3 separate regions of the Mus musculus genome follow, and regions 1 and 3 are each linked to region 2. The links are chromatin contacts, called in public promoter capture Hi-C maps. All regions are on one chromosome and are shown on one strand. Each heading gives the region's core, a stretch centred on a gene start, on an enhancer-like site or on the middle of the called end of the contact. The rest is flanking DNA. Distances are from core to core; before and after follow the strand shown.

Region 1 (2,816 bases), core at 132-2,631, 340 kb after region 2:
TTCCTGTGCGCCCTGCCTCTCCTTGCCGCCTCCGGTCCTTCCAATACTCTCCAGCTGGATAAGCTCATACCTCAGACTCTTCTAAACTAGCTGCTTGGCTTGCTGAATTACCAAGGGGAAATGTGGTTCCAGAGACAAATTGTGAGTACCCATAGAGATTGTAAAAAGTCTATTTTCCCTGGGAGAAGCTCTCATTTCTTTTTTTTCTTTCTTTCTTTCTTTTCTTTTCTTTCTTTTTTTTTTTTTCCGACACAGGGTTTCTCTGTGTAGCCCTGGCTGTCCTGGAACTCACTTTGTAGACCAGGCTGGCCTCGAACTCAGAAATCCGCCTGCCTCTGCCTCCCGAGTGCTGGGATTAAAGGCGTGCGCCACCACGGCGAAGCTCTCATTTCTGCCACTGCCCCCCAACATCATTTCATTCAGTCCTAGGGTTAAAAGTTGGGTTTGAATTGTGCACCCTCATCTCAAAGAAGATGGACCCAAAGTCCATTTTCATACTCAAGAGCTATTTATTTATTTATTTATTTATTTATATTACTTTCCCCATGACTTTAAGCAGTTACCCCAGCCTCTCGTGTCTACAGGACTGTGACCCTAACATCCTTGCCTTTGGAGAACTGCTTTGCCTGTGCCAAGTCTTTCCTCCACTCTTTTCTTTCAACTAATCTTCTCGCCTCTTTCCCCGACCCTAAACAGTAGTTGGCAGTTTAATAATTCATTCTTTGTCAAAACAGAAGAAAGGTTAAAGACATATTCCTGGCAGGCTGAGGTGACCTCCAAGTCCAGCCTCTGGGATTCACAGTGAGTCTGAGTTAGCCTGTGTTACATTAGATACTACAAGAGACCAACCCTACAATCAATCAGCCAATCAATCAATCAACAAATAAGTGGAGGAAGAAGGGGGAACCAATAACAAAACAAGAAGTAATTAAAAGACTGGCATGGTGGTGCACTCTTGTAATCCCAGCATTTGGGAGGTGAAAGCAGGAGAGTCAGGAGTTCAAAATCATGCTCAACGACACAGTGAGTTCGAGGTTCTCTGGCCTATAGGAGACTCTGTCTCAACAGAGGGGGAAAAAAGATAGAAAAAGAGCCCCTCCTTCCCGAAAAAAAGTAAGTACCTATAAAAAGAAAACTTCGCAGGGGTTCCTCTTCAAGTCAGCAAGTGGGGCCCGCGCTGCTCCCTGTTAAATCACCGGGACTTGAAGGTTTCCTTTGCTTCCCGCCTAGCCTTTTCCCCCAGGGAACTTGGCCACCTCCTCCCTTAGGTCCAGGGCCAGGGCTCTCAGGTGGGACGTGATTGACAGGTCAACTTTGGCTCTCCCCGCCCCGTGGCCGCCTTGGTACGGTCCGCCGGGCGTAAGGCGTTCCCCGCACCCCCCCGCGCGTTCTCCCCAGGTTGGTTCGGCCCCCGTCTACTCTGGGGTGGTGCTTAGCCGGCGCCAGACCGACCCTCGGCTCCGGAGCGGCAGTGCCGTCCCTCTCGGCGCCTCCTCGGCTTCTCCGGCTTCCTCGGCTTCCTCGGGGACCGCGGACCCTGGTATATGCCCGACTGCTGAGCCCGCTAAAGCCATGTCGACCCCGGCCCGGCGCCGCCTCATGAGGGACTTCAAGAGGTAACCCGCGTCCGCGAGGGCCAGGCGCTCGAGGGGGCGGCCTGCCTGCCCGCCTGCCTGCCTGCCTGCCGGGGGGCACAGGGCGGAGCCCGAAGCGGAGCGGCTCCGGGTGTGATGGGGAGGGGGATCCCGGCGGCGAATCGCGGGGCTGAGGGCAGCCGCTGTGTGTCTGTTTCTGAAGGTTACAGGAAGATCCTCCGGCCGGAGTGAGCGGGGCTCCGTCGGAGAACAACATAATGGTTTGGAATGCGGTCATTTTTGGGTGAGTCTGCGGGCCGGCTCTCGCCGGCGACCGGGGCAGGGAGGACCGGGGCCGGCCCCTAGACGAGCCGCGCATGGGGGGAAAGGGGAAGAGAGTTGGGGTTGCTTGGGCCTAGGCGCCTCCCCGGAGCCTCTGCCTCGATTAGCTGCCTTCTCTCTGCTAGGGGAACTCTTTGGGGTTCTTGGTGGCGAGGGGCAGCGGAGGCTGCGGCGGCCTGCGCCGCCTTTTCCTAACCCGGGACAGCGGTGCGGGACGGACCAGGCGGCAGGGATGGGAAACCTTGACAGAGCCGCCGCCTCTGAGGCTGCGGGGAGGCGGGGACCCTCTGAGCCGGCACTAACGGGCTCTTGTTTTTGTTTTTATTCTGTGTTGCAGGCCCGAAGGGACCCCGTTTGAGGATGGTAAGAGAGTTTCTTAGCCCACCTTTCAGGAGCCTACTCTTCAGGGGAAAGGGGGTCCCGGGTATCAGCAAGCGCCCCCCACTTAAAGAAGCGGCTTTGCCCCTGCCACCTCTGACCACCAAAGGCTCAAGTGAAATTCAGTGTGTGGCGGATTGTTCTGGCTAGACCTAGGCTTAATCAAAACTTCACTTTTTCCGTTCGTTTGTGTCGTCTCCCCCCCCCCCCGTTTAATCCATCCTGGGTGAAAGTAGTCACTTTTTAAAAGAAGTGCCACAGCGCTGGTATTCAGGGTTGTGGAGGTTTGAGCAGCCTTCTTGCTAACTTTAGCCCCCACAGAGATAATGCAGCAGGAAACCAGTTCACCAGCAACCATCTGGTCCACAAAGCGTTCCATCCCCAGGGCAAGAAGTGTGTTCAGCAGTGCTTAGTGTGTGGCTTGTTTAGTGCTGAATGGATGCAAGCTTCTCTGACATACAGTTGCCTGCCTGGCTTGAGCAATGTCACTAAGGTCACGAGCCTCACTTCTTTAGAGATGCT
Region 2 (2,970 bases), core at 147-2,646:
AGGACACACACTTGGGATGAAGAAATAGAAAACAGAGGTGAAAGTGAGTTTTGCTGACCTTAGAAAGACCTAGAAGTTTGTTCTATCCCTCAAAAATCCCAGTACAGTTTGCTTCCTTTCTTTCATCCACCTAGTGAGTAGGATCTCCTAGGCCTTCTTTGCCCATGATGTACATTTTTACTTCAATTTCACCTTGATATAAACCAAACAAGAGGGGGGATGGCTAGAGTCTGGTGGCCCTTTCCAGTCCTACCCAGGGATGGTTATCAATGTACCAACATCCCAGGCACACCTGAGTGTACACCAGTGAATCTGTACTTATGATTTGCATGCTATTTCTCCTCTCTTTCAAGGCCTACTTCAGTATTGAGTTTCCATCAAATGGAGAAAAGGGGGCTTCAAGCCCACTCCTAGTTTATTCTCCTATTAAGTTCATAATAAATTTTGTTTATTTCTTTAACTACAGTTTCTGTCAAGAAGTTCATGAAGAGATTTTTAACCAGTCCCATCCTTTAAGAGATGCCTCCTGAAAGCTAACCAGTCAACAGTATCACAAGGAGAAAACTATGGTCTGCTTCTTAAAAAAAAAAAAAGTTGCTGTTTTGTGATCCTGGGAATTGAGTTTAAGACCTGATGCCTGCTCAGCCAGAGCTCTATCCCTCTTTATGTTTTGTTTTGAGATAGAGTCCCACTAGTTTGCCTAGGCTACCTTGGAGTTCACAATTGTCCTACCTCAGCCTGCAGAGGAGTTGGGATCACAAGCCTGAGCCAGCAGCCTTGGCTGTTATCTGCACCTACACCCATGCCTCCGCCTTTATTAATAAGGAGCTAGCTAAACAAACAAGACTGCAAGAAAGCTCCAGAATTCTTGGTCTTAAAACAAAAAAAAAAATCATTACAGGGGGCTGGAGAGATGACTCAGTTGATGAGTTGATTCATATTTTTATTTTATAACCATTAATGCTGAGAACAGGACTTTGCATATATACATATTTAAATGCTAAAAATTGAAAGAAGACTGTTTCGGGCCATTTTAGAAGCTATTTGAACCACTCTTATCTATAACCATATCATGCTGATCTCAAGAGCTGTTGCAAATTCTGTCCTATCTCGAGCCCAAATTCACTTAATATGATTAGTTCATAAAACTCAAGTCTGCAATTCAAAAGCAATTAAAAGTCAAGCACTATAATACATATTAAAAAGCCTTTAATAACCACAATTAAACCATTATACTTCTACAACACCAGAAAACTTTATATATACAGTAAAAAAAAAAAAACACTGTAATTTACAGCATACCATATAGCCTTTAATCTGAGCCCAAGTGTTTCACAGTGGACTAGTTAGTATTGTCTGGTATGCACACACGCACAGTGCAAAGTGCACATGTGTGTCCAGAAAGAAATTATGCAATACAGTCACAAGACGAATGTGGGGAGGTGCTGCCACAGCCTCAGGTTGGGAGACAAATCTGAGGAACAGTTGGGGAAAGAAGAGCCTGACGCTGCCAATCTAAAAACCAGGAGGCTTGCTTGGTTCAAGCAGAAAAGTACACAGGGAAACATACTCGTGTCCTTGGTAGCTAAGGAACAGACTTTATCACCAGAGAGAAGAGTTGTAGATTTTGGCAGTCCTGAGCCTGGTGTAAGCAGATGGATCAACCTCTGGAAGCCTATAGAGTCTAAGAACCCTGAAATTCTAGCAGAATCCATGGCGTCTTCACCTGGATCCCTCATGCAGGGTGATCAGTTCTTAGGTGGTCTGGAAAGGCAAGGTAAGTGTTCCACCTGTACTGATCTCAGTACTGTCAATAAACTTGTAAACCCTTCTTCAGCTAGCAGTGGTTGCTACAACCCTTCAATACAGTTAATGCTCTGGGGACCCCCCCCCAACCACAAAATTATTTTCATTACTACTTAAATTATATAACTATAATTTTGCTACTGTTAGGAATAGTAACATAAATATCTGATATGCAGCATATTTGATATTCAACACCTGTGAAAAGGTCGTTTGACACCCCCCACCCCCGAAAGGGGGTCACAGCTCACAGATTGAGAACCACTGCTAACTGCTGGCTGATAGAACCTAAGGCATATTGTCTGGGGGAATCTGGGAGGGGTGAGCAAACCTGCCCAGCCCGAAGATTGCAAAACTGAGTGTGGCCACCAGAGGTCCCTAGTACACAAGAAAGGGAAGCTACTGAAATGGAGACATTCCAGTCATCCTAAATTTGTGCGAGCTGGGCTCAATGATTATCAGCAGCAAAAGAAAGCCAAAATTCCACAATTCTGTCTGACCTTATCCCCCATTTATATCATGCACATCAGTGTTTCATCTTTGATTTTGTTTTTTTCCCCCTTGTGTTTTTATTTTTGGCCACATTTTACCAGCTTTTTGTTTTATTTTGTTTGTTTTATTATAGTTGTAAAACATGAAAGGAGAGAATCTCTAAATACAGAGTGTGGGGAGGCCCTATTATCACAAGATTTTTTTCTGGCAAATCTAATGGAATAATAAAGAACATTTTTATCAAAATAAAAGTTGGAGGGACATCTCTAGCCCCCCTCATTTAATTCTCAAATTAAACACACACACCATAGTGAGAAATATACAGTGAATAAAATGTCCTAAATGTGAAAACTAAAACTAACAGTAAACAAATAGTTTCAAAGGCCTCCAAAAGTTCCTTATGGAACTGAATTGTGTCATCAATATTAAGAGCTCCTGATGCAATTTGTGTGGAACACTCTAGAAATTACACAAGCTGGATTAAATGTTCCAAGAGTTATAAATATATTACCAATGGCTCATTCTTTAAGTTGACCAGTGGACTATGCACTTCTAATTTCACTCTTGAAAATAAATATTAGGATGAAAATAATTCTTCCAGGTTGATTGAAGCTACAGTGTAAGTTTAATAATGTTTTTTATAATCAGATCAGATAACAAGATTTTCTCTACTTG
Region 3 (2,711 bases), core at 159-2,658, 290 kb after region 2:
ATCCGGGTTCTAGACACTAAAATGCAGAGTCATGCCTTTCTGGAGACCTCATCTCAGGCCTCCACTCTTCCAGATGCCCTGGAAGCATTGGCAAAGGCATGTGCTAGAAGGCTGTGTGAATCCTGGGATGTGTGTGTTGGGCAGGTCTTGGCAGCCGGCGAACGGTTTCTGATTTCTATTGAGGTTTGAGCCTTTCCTTTCTGAGCATTATTGACCCTTTAATATCTGTGTCCTCACCCTGGTCACTTTCCATCCTGTGTATTACACAGAGGGATCACCACCCTCTCAGCTGCACAGGATGTTCTCAGGCTGATGCCAAGAGCGAATGGAGCCCGGTCAGCACTTCTGCCAGCCTCCCGAGACACGGGGTACAGCAGCATGCCTGGGGGCGGGGTGGGCAGTAGAGAAAGGATGAGAGAAAAATTATTGGCACCTGAACTTCCTGGTTATAGACCATCTGGTTCATAAAAACCTGTTTATGAGAGAGAGAGAGAGAGAGAGAGAGAGAGAGAGAGAGAGAGAGAGAGAGACAACACTAGTGAGTGTGTGGGAAGGTCCCCCTTCCTCCAAGTGTTAGCAGTAAAAAAAGGATTCTCCCCGTCCAGGAAGGCTCCCATGCAGGATTCTGCACTGTGCTCTGTTTTTTTTGCTAGAAAGAAATCCTACTGTCAGCCAGGTTTGGACTGGTTGATTCATTCAGTCACCAAGGGCTGACCTTTGTGCTGAGTGTGGTATAGGGTGGAGCTGGGGACTATACCAACAGAGACCTTTCAGCCTAGGTGCCAACAATGAACACTCATCTGCACAATAATATCAGAGAAAGACATGAAAACATGGACCCAAACTGCACGGGAGCACTCCCATCTGATCAGCTGCCCACAGGTTACCTAAGGAGAAAAGATTGGTATATATAGCCTTCAAGTTCATGCAAAGCTTACACACAGAGAATGGACAGAATGCTGGGTGGTTTTCCACTAGGAAACGTTAGGCCAATCCTGGCTCAGTCAGCAAGAGGCTCAACTACAGACCTAAAGGTTCATGGCTACCCACTCCTTCTGCTCAATGTAACCAAGGACTAAAGTGTAGATTTCAAAACATGGCTTGCACCTGTAATCCCAGTACTTGGGAAACTGAGACAGTAGTACTGTTGTGGATTCCAGGCTAGCTTGAGAGACAGTGAGACCCTGTTTCAACTAAACAAACAAACAAACAAACAAAAAAATCAGAACAGAAAGGTACCCTCCAAGGATTAACACGGAATCACCCCCAGAAGTAGGGTTCCAAGGCTCTGGGTAACACCTTAGAGACAGAATAAGAGGATTTGCACTGGCCCCACCCCATGGCCTATAGTCTTCAGTATTCCCAGACTCTCTGGAAAGCCTTCAGCTATCAATTACAGCCCAGCCTGGAGCATGGCCAAATGGACAAAGGGCTAAGCTACTGTGCTCTGGACTTCCTCCTACGTTTCTCTTCTTCTCTTTAGGCTTGAGTGCTTGCCAGATGTGCCTCCCAGAATCAGGGCAAGTGTGTTCCACCTAGTCAGAAAGGGACTGCCAACCCAGGGGAGGACCTCTGTTGCCAGTTGATTCTCAGCACACTCATACAAGGTGGAAGTGATGCTTTGGTGCCAGCTGGGTCAACTCTAGAATCTAAGCCATCCAAGGCAGTAGACTGGAGGGTCCTGAGTGAATGGTAAAGGGAAGTTGGAGGGAGGAGGTGTCATTAGGGATCTAGAATGGTACTTGGTCATGGAGGTGTGGTTTTTCCTCTTGGCCCATGACAACTGATTGCTACATTTTTTAGAAACCGTGTTAACCAGTTAAACACAGTTACTAAATCCACATGAGGGCTGAGGAGGTGTCTCATCAGGTAAGGAGCTAAAGGTGAGAATTTGAATCTTCGGAATCCATTTAAAAGGTTCGGTGGTTCACCTGTAAATTCCAGTCCACAGAAGGCAGAGGCAGTGAGTTTCTGGAACAAGTCGGCTGGCCTGACTAGATGAACCTGTGAGCTTAGCTTCAGTGAGAGAGTCTGCTTCAATGTATAAAGTATAGAAAGACTGAGGAAGACATCAGATGTCAACCACAGGCCTTCACAGACTGATTGATAGACGGACGGACGGACAGACAGACAGACACACATACACTCCCACAAATGCAAGCATGTATATAAGCATGCACATATACCATATACATAAGAAAAGAAGAAATATACATGGAATTCCTGGGGAAAGTATTTCAACAGCATGTTCAAGGTCCTGGACTCAATCTCTAGTATTGCCAAAATAGAAAAACAAAAGAGATACATAAAATTAAAATCCTATTAAAAACCAAGATGATTAATTTCTATAGCTCATCACTTCCTAATCATTTTACTACAGTGTATTATTACCCACGAGCCTGAAATGTAAACTGATGGGCAATTGCCTCTTTCCTGAACATTGCATTGAAAAGGTCAGCTTGAAATTAGGTATGGTAGCAAGATTTAAAGCTCACAATCTGTGAAAGCTATAAACTAGAATCTGCCTCAATGCTCTGCTGACTAAATCTAAGAAAGTAATGGGAGGAAACATTATTCAGACTAAACCAAAAGGTTTGCCATATGTTGTTACAGTATGAATAAACAAGAGAGAGAGAGAGAGAGAGGTGTGTGTGGGAACTAGCTCCTAGTGTTTGAAAATCCTTAGCCTATTTATCAAAGAAATTGCCTTC

Evidence for each region. Promoter capture Hi-C pulls out the DNA fragments that hold promoters and counts their contacts.
Region 1: a contact with region 2 is called in a promoter capture Hi-C map of liver, with 2.6 times the contacts expected there. The contact joins the promoter of Ube2a here to the enhancer-like site in region 2. A contact is called at or near these places in 8 of 39 promoter capture datasets (the C10 cell line, cranial neural crest, embryonic stem cells and 5 more) and 1 of 9 other capture datasets (embryonic stem cells).
Region 3: a promoter capture Hi-C map of liver shows a contact between it and region 2, with 5 times the contacts expected there. The contact joins two enhancer-like sites. A contact is called at or near these places in 14 of 39 promoter capture datasets (the 3T3-L1 cell line, 3T3-L1-derived adipocytes, the C10 cell line and 9 more), 1 of 15 datasets of contacts at CTCF or cohesin (pro-B cells), 20 of 484 Hi-C or Micro-C datasets (B cells, the Ba/F3 cell line, the G1E-ER4 cell line and 12 more) and 3 of 115 datasets of contacts at active chromatin or transcription factors (astrocytes, differentiating embryonic stem cells and embryonic stem cells).

What each region holds. Positions count from the first base shown.
Region 1 is chrX:36,872,914-36,875,729 of GRCm38.p6, forward strand. It overlaps Ube2a (ubiquitin-conjugating enzyme E2A), which reads left to right and starts at 1,382. Exons shown (of 6, transcript NM_019668.4): 1 at 1,382-1,616; 2 at 1,798-1,878; 3 at 2,254-2,279. The coding sequence starts at 1,573.
Region 2 is chrX:36,532,560-36,535,529 of GRCm38.p6, forward strand. No RefSeq gene overlaps it. Among named protein-coding and RNA genes, the nearest start is that of Gm14569, 41 kb to the left of the region's middle. Within about 2 kb of position 1,397, at least 3 of the 459 cell types and tissues checked have an H3K27ac peak or open chromatin away from gene starts, as enhancers often do. A contact at or near this core is called in liver, where this site is marked.
Region 3 is chrX:36,823,788-36,826,498 of GRCm38.p6, forward strand. No RefSeq gene overlaps it. Among named protein-coding and RNA genes, the nearest start is that of Mdrl, 7.9 kb to the left of the region's middle. Within about 2 kb of position 1,409, at least 21 of the 459 cell types and tissues checked have an H3K27ac peak or open chromatin away from gene starts, as enhancers often do. A contact at or near this core is called in liver, where this site is marked.